Regions from separate parts of the Mus musculus genome. Here region 2 is linked to region 1. Evidence: chromatin contacts called from public HiChIP or PLAC-seq data. All regions are on one chromosome and are shown on one strand. The core of a region is the stretch at or near the end of the contact, and the rest is flanking DNA. Distances in the headings are between cores, read along the strand shown.

Region 1 (3,771 bases), core at 1,031-3,530:
AGACAGGGTCATGTTAACAAACGTTTTGTCCGGTGTAATGGAGAAAGATGAACAACAGATAAGTCCCCACCAAGGCAGCAAGTGCCTAGCCATGTTACTTCCTGTCCCGCCATCTTCCATGATTAGGTCCTTACTAGCCAAGGACTGGCAGAGTATGTGTGACTTGCTGCCTGACTACCACAGACAGACCCCAGGGCCAGAGACTCAGGTAACTGAACCAACTGCAAGTTCTTCCTACAGGACACTCAGTGTTGTGTATCAGTGGCTGCTGCAAATAGAGGCGTGCCGAGCCTTCGTTCTAGCCAGGAGAAGAGCCGACTTGAAACAAAAAGATTCAGACGAAACCATAAATGGAACTGGTTGTGGAGGTGCACACCTTTAATTCAGCATTTAGAGGCAGTGGCAAGCTCTAATTCCCGGCTGGCCTGTTTACATAATGAGTTTCATGACAGCCAGGGCTACATAAAGAGACCATGCTTCAAAAACAAAAACACATCTCCCCCTCCCCAAGCATAAATAGGTTAGCTTGTTACAGGAAATAGTATGGCAATACAGACACTAAAGTGTATTTTCTAGTCCCAGAACTACTGCTAACACTTTTGTACTGGTTTTAAATATAGAAATAACCATGTGTTCATTTGTGTACGTACTTAGTTCAGATAATCTTTCGTACCTATTTTGTGAGTTCTTCCCATTTGGTTCTGAGGGACTCCCTTAACACAGACAGGCTGAGGGTCAGGACTGGGAAAGGGGTCACTGCTCCACCAGGCGGTGTCTCTGTGGCATGGGAGGGTAGCAAGCAGGGTAGAGGCACACAGAGTAGACTTCTGCCCTCTTGCTAGCTATAGAATCTAGTTATTGTTATTATGATAAATGAGAAATCTTTAAATGTTGATATTTATGATTAAAACTTGTAATCTTTAATTCCTTTGCCTCTTCTTCCTGGAACTTCTTTTGAGTTGATAGTTGAATGCTTGGATTTGCATTTTAAAATGTTATTTTGTTGAAGCTGTGTGGTGAATGTGTGGTGTGTGCACAAATGATGTAGCTATGGATGCTTATGCAGATGTCAGAGGAGGACGTAGGCATCCTGCTCCATTACATTTGCTGTATCTCTTCAGGCTTCTTACTAACCTGATATCCACCATTGGCTGGATTGGCTGGCCAGCAAGTCCCAGTGACTCTCCTGTCTTGGTCCCCACAGAAGGAGTTGCAGGCCCAGGCCACTGTACTCAGCTTTCTCTGTGGAGCTATTTGAATGGTGACCTGTTACTCAGTTCTGTGTTCTGAGCTTGGAGCAGTGTGGCAGTTCTACTTAAACAGCCCTTTCACTGAGTTTGTTTTTTTGGGCAGTTGTATTTTTGTTTTCCTGTGTTTCTCCTGATAGTGTTCCCTCATCACTGTCTTGTGTTTGCTCTTCTCCCCACTTTAGTGGTATTATTTTTAGATTTTTTTTTTCCTGAGCTTTCTTCAAGTTATCTGTGTCTCTGGAGTTGCGTATTCTACTTTTCTTCTGTTTTGTTCTTTGTGGTTTTTCTGGTTGTCTGATCCTGTTTTCAACACAAGTGCAAGTGTGACCTGAGTTCTTCCGAGCAGCTCTGAGGGGCTCTTGCTCCAGTGTGGCCTCCCCTAACACAGACAGAGCTAGCACTGGGAAAGTTGTCACTGTGGGGTGAAAGGGCAATGAGCAGGGGAGGCAGGAGAAGGCCTGACTTGTACCTTGGGAGTACCTCCTTCCTCCTTCCTCCTCCCTCCTCCCTCCTCCCTCCTCCCTCCACAGTGCATACAGCAGTGTTTGCTTCCCTGTCCCCTTGAGCACTGTTAGCCTTTCATCTTGTCCTGTCCATGAAGGAGCCTTGCCTGTCCTCCAAGCCTTGCCATCTTCCAAGCTCAGGCCCTCACAGAACTCATTCAGTCACCATGATGCCCTTGTTTCTATGGGACACTATAGGGTTATATTTTGCCACAGCAATCAAAACACACCTCAGCAACCAGGACCACAAGTTAGATTGCTTGTAGAATGTCTTATAAGGGAGTGTTTGATACCAATGTGTATTTTGAGATGAGGGACTTGGGTATTCTATGTAGCATTGGGTATGATGGCTGAGAGCCCCCCCCCCCCCGCGCGCGCGCGCGCGTGTGTGTGTGTGTGTGTGTGTGTGTGTGTGTGTGTGTGTGTGTGTGTGTGGCTTTGTGCTATTATTCTGCAGATACCCAGTAATGAGTGAGGTTCCTTTTCTTCTCTCTCCAGGAAATGAGACCTCAAGTAGCTGTGTGGTTATAGTGGTTTTGTGAGAATGAACCAACCACCAATTGATCTCTGTACAAACAGGAACCCCTCACTGTGTCTGATTTTCACTATTGTGAACTCACATACGCGTGTGGATGGATTTGCTAAGGCTGAATTCTAGCATTGCCTTAGCTACTTTCAACTTTTTAACGTGTATTGGAATATAGTTTTTGAAAGATAATAATTAGACATTTGCCAATAAAAACCTCATAATTCTGTAACTCGTTTCCCCTTTATTAGATAGTTTTATATTTTTTCTGTTATAATTTGATGGAGTTTATTAAGGTTAACATAACTTAATAATAAAATTTGTTTTTTGTTGGCAGGTAAGGCGACTGTTGGGGTGTGCTTAAGCAAATGCCGTTTGCTTTTGGTTGTTTGGTTGTTTGATTGATTGATGGATTGAGTTTTGCAGTTCTAGGGATTGAACCCAAAGACTCGACATTGCTAGGCAATCACTCCTTCCTGTAAGATTTCTCTCCACTCCTTGAAAATGTTTTAAGTGGCAAACCTTGATTCAGCTTTTTTTTCCCCACCTCTCAAGCCAACCTCCCTCCCTCTCTTCCTCCCTCTCCTTTCTCTCTCTTTCCAGTCAGGGTTTCATTATCTAACCCAACTAACTAGTGATTCTCCAGCCCCATGTCCCCAGGACTATGGCGTAGCCCACCATGCCTACTGCCCCATTTTCAAGAGTTGCCTGTCGAGATGACTTGGACCCTCCGAGTGCTGAGTGCTTTATAGCTGTGGTGCTCACTCTTGCACAACAGAAATCACAGCCTCAGTGCAGTCTTTGGGACAGAACCCTGGCATGTGGCCAGCCCTGCACGCATGTCCCCATTGGTTCCCTGCCCTTTTAACTGAGGTACCCGGTCCTGGGTTTCCATGAAAGGTCAACCTTTACAATTAGAATAAGCTCTTTGGGGATGAGACAGGAATTCTATGCGGCATGCTTCTCCAGAAGTTTCTTTAAACAGATGGCTTTTAAAAAACCTCCTATCCTGCCAACTTAATTTTTATTTTAAAAGCAGCTGTTTCCCACCTCATTTCTGTTGCTGTTGTTTACAGTCGTCAGTTCTTCTTGCGTTGTCTTCTCCAACACTGATACCATTGAAAGAATGCAATACACAGGGACAGATAGAACAGGAGTGAACGGCTTCAGGAAACCCGTGCTTTGCTCAGGCTCCTTCCGAGATTCGCTCAGATTCTCTGGCGAATGGAAATATTAGAAGTTAGAGTTGATAGGGTAAGCTGTCCTAACAGTGGCCTGGCTAGGAACCCACCAGGCGCTCTGCTTCGTGAGATAGCAAGTGTGGAGTGTGAGAAAGGGTGAGCTGATTGCGATTTGGGCTTGTACAGTGGCCTGAGCCCTTGTCTCCTAGTAGGACCACTCACTGCTGGTGTTTGCAGCTCTACCCCCACCATGTCACTTACTGTCTTTTCTAAGGAAATGGGGGAGTTTCAGCTGTTTTTCTGTGGAGTCA
Region 2 (3,267 bases), core at 333-2,832, 120 kb after region 1:
GAGTGTCATATGTCTCAGTGAGGCCCCCATTGTGCTGATAAGCTGCGGACAAGACCTGTGGCCACCCAATAGACTATCCCCGTTGTTTTCAAATTGGATGCCGCAGCTCTGGGAGTGTCAGCTGGTTCTGAGGCTTTAGTCCAGACTATACATTTCTTCAAGGTTGTGCCTGCCCCCTCACACCATTTATTTTCCCCATTCCTTTAGTCCAGGCTTTGTTGGGAGGGACAAGGCAGAGACAGACCTGGAATCCCTTGATGAACATTATCCAGGGTGGGTCTCTCCACCTCAGCAAGCTGCTGAGATCTCTAGCATCCCGTTAAACCTGGGGCAGAGACTCTGTGATGCTCTGAGAGTGAATGTGCAGTATTCGTGGGACCCATAGCAGTTCCTCTGTGTGGGCTGAACCAGCAAAGGACGGTAACTCACGGGCTTCACTGAGGCATGAGTTGGGGTCACCCTCTTTCCTTTGGTGGGTGGGTGGAGAAGAAAGAGTCAATTAGATTTACTTAAATGACTCCCCTCTACACCAGCCAAAACCAAAATCAAGGTCTCTTTAGATAGCTCACTAAAGAGGTGAGTAGCCTCATTACCAAAACCTGCTGCTCAGAGACTTCCGCTCCCAGCGGAATTCCCCCCCCCCCACCCCATGCTCTTCTGACAGTTTTACAGTTCAAAGTTCAGAAGGAGGAGGGAGAGAAGTTTCATAGGAGGAAAGATCTCTACAAAATTAGAAACGAAGTTCATGTCCCCAGCTTCCAGGCTGCTTGTCAGGAACACAAAAGGTGGCATGTGATAGCGATGTAGGTTGTGAGTTTAGGAGAAAATCACAGAGGGGCCAAGGAGAGAAGATGCCATGGGTATGTGTGTAGCCATTCACTTTAGTACTGAACTTTCCGGAGCCAGAACGTCCCCCAGCACCAACTTGCACCCGTGCAGGCTTAACAGCATGCTGTGAGCGTCCTCTGCTGTCTGTGTTTGGGCCGGCATCCAAGCCAGTTGGGCTGTTTCCTTAATGGCTACAAGCAGGCGTCTCTCCCGCTTTCAGTTTCAAGAAGTACCATAGCCCCATCAGAGTCTGCGCTAAGGAGTGGGACTGGCCAAACTGACCCCTTCAGTACTGCATCTTTTTTAAAAAAAAATATTTTTTTTGGTGGTGGAAACTCTAGAGGGCGGAGAAAAAAGAGGTCTTGCTGTGTGAACCGGGGAGGAGGGAAGGGAGTCGTGGCGGGGAGGGAGTGGGGGTGGGGGTGGGGGTGATAGGTTATTTCTGCTCCAGGGCAAGAAGGAAAGAATCTCTGTGGAGATTCCTCCCCCCACCCCCACCCCCCGGAAGGCACTTCCAGCTTTTGTAAACCTCAACATCACTGCGGAGGGAAGCCGTTGGAAAGCTGCCCCTGGGAATTATGGGGCAGGGAAGTCAGAAAGCATAGAGTGATCTTAGATAGACTGCTAGGCTTTGAGGTGCAGAAACACATACTACCCCTTCCTTTAAAGGCGGTCCAGCGGCATCAAACGCTGATGTCGATGAAGCCGCTGATGCGGTTCTCCATGATTGGAGGAAAGCAGGGGTGACGTCAGCGCATGCTTGTAATTCCCGCACTCAGGCTGCAACAGGAGGGATCTGGTTAAGGCTGTGTTCAGCCTGGGCTACAGAGGAGGAGATCTTGTTTAAAACGCAAGACAAATCAAACAAGAAAAACCAACGAGGGGGAGAGAAAAGGGTCAGGCATCAGGATTCATTACATGTATGTAGTAGATCTAAAGTGGAAATTTCTGGTTTCTTTGAAGACTTGGGTTATAATGTTTTGCTGGGACAATCAGGGGAAAGGATGTCTTGCTAAAGCAGACACGTGAGAGAATGTTTTGATGAAGGAGACACAGGTGAGAGGATGTTTTGCTATAGCAAACAGGTGAAAGGATGCCCAATGTTTAGAAAGAATATAAATATGGCCCCACAGAGAGTGGGAGCGCCAGCTGCTTTGCCTCCACTGCCTTGCAAGCCTTCGCTGATGACACGCATAGATTGGTTCACCTTCCATTGCATTGCTGAAGTTCGCTTGTAGTGACCTCATAGAGAGAAACCCACCAAAATAACTTCTTGTGAGAGTCCTGCGACTTCTGGTCACTGGACTTGGCCGATTGGCAAACCTCACCTTATCCCCTGGAGTGAACTGCCTTTGCTGTTCCCGGTGTGTTGCCTGCCAACTGGACTGGACTGCAGTTGCTGATTTATGTTTGGTGTTTGCTAGTTGACAGAAAACAATGAAGATGGGAATCGCCCCCAAAGAACTATTTCTAAAGAGGTCCACTTCACCCCTATCCTAATAACCTTTCTTTTCCACTACCTCTGCTAGAGGGGAAGTCGAACTCTTATTAAAGTAGGTTGTGAAAAATATATGCCTACATAGATCCTTGCTATAATGAATAAAATGGGCATAAGAAATGTCTCGTTGTTTCCCTCCCTTCATGCTCCAGACCCAGCCTAGTGTGGCTAAGCTGAAAGGAGAGTCCAATTTCGGTAGCTACCCAAATGGTCTCCTGCCCTCCTGCTCCGACATAGGAGCTGGGGGGTCTGAAAGGAGATGCCCAGCCTGAAGTCCCCTGCTCACTTATTAGATGTTCAAGGGTCACCTCCCCAGCCCCCCAAGTGCTGTGACCATTGTAGGAACCTGAAAAGGTCTGTCTCCCTTCTGAGCTTGGGCCATTCTCATACCTTCTTATTTCTCCATGCCTGGCCTAGCACAGGCTCATGGAGGCCACTCAGCCTGGGCAGGAGGGACACCACTCTTTACAGCGCCTACCCAAGGATCACCCATGGGCATAAGGTGTGAAAGGAGACACCAGGTGTCTCTGAAACCCAGGGCACATTCCCAGTGTCCACATAGCATCTCTTGTTACTCTGAACTGATAACCTGTCCACTGCCGCCCGCCAGGCTTTGCAGTAATGCTGCTGTTTTCTGTTTTTACAAAGAAAGAGGCCATGACAGTGGCTTCATAGATTAAGAGCTGTGAGCTGCCTACATTGGAGACAGACATCACTAATGTAAGAAGGGTTTGAGTGTTCGGTGTGAGTGCCCATGGCTGAGATGAGACAAATTAACTTATCAAGTACCACTCAGCATCCAAGCACTGGCTCTGTGCAGAATGGAGTTACTTCCCAGTCATGCTAAATGACACTGGCTAGCGTGCTTCCTCCCCAATTCATGGTTCTGATTCTGTGATGTGCACAGCAGTTATAGACAGCAGCTGAGGGACGTTTCTGAA

The links. HiChIP or PLAC-seq counts read pairs in DNA pulled down with a chosen protein or histone mark.
Region 2: a contact with region 1 is called in a BATF HiChIP or PLAC-seq map of CD8 T cells, with 5 read pairs. The contact joins two enhancer-like sites. A contact is called at or near these places in 1 of 15 datasets of contacts at CTCF or cohesin (large pre-B cells), 5 of 484 Hi-C or Micro-C datasets (the C3H10T1/2 cell line, cerebellar granule neurons, cerebral cortex and 1 more), 4 of 115 datasets of contacts at active chromatin or transcription factors (CD8 T cells, bone marrow-derived macrophages, cardiomyocytes and 1 more) and 1 of 9 other capture datasets (adipose tissue).

Annotation. Positions count from the first base shown.
Region 1 is chr12:82,348,006-82,351,776 of GRCm38.p6, forward strand. The region is part of intron 2 of Sipa1l1 (signal-induced proliferation-associated 1 like 1); the gene reads left to right. Among named protein-coding and RNA genes, the nearest start is that of Sipa1l1, 39 kb to the left of the region's middle. Within about 2 kb of position 2,281, at least 51 of the 459 cell types and tissues checked have an H3K27ac peak or open chromatin away from gene starts, as enhancers often do. A contact at or near this core is called in CD8 T cells and memory CD8 T cells, where this site is marked.
Region 2 is chr12:82,469,224-82,472,490 of GRCm38.p6, forward strand. No RefSeq gene overlaps it. Among named protein-coding and RNA genes, the nearest start is that of Gm30966, 5.9 kb to the right of the region's middle. Within about 2 kb of position 1,583, at least 295 of the 459 cell types and tissues checked have an H3K27ac peak or open chromatin away from gene starts, as enhancers often do. A contact at or near this core is called in CD8 T cells and memory CD8 T cells, where this site is marked.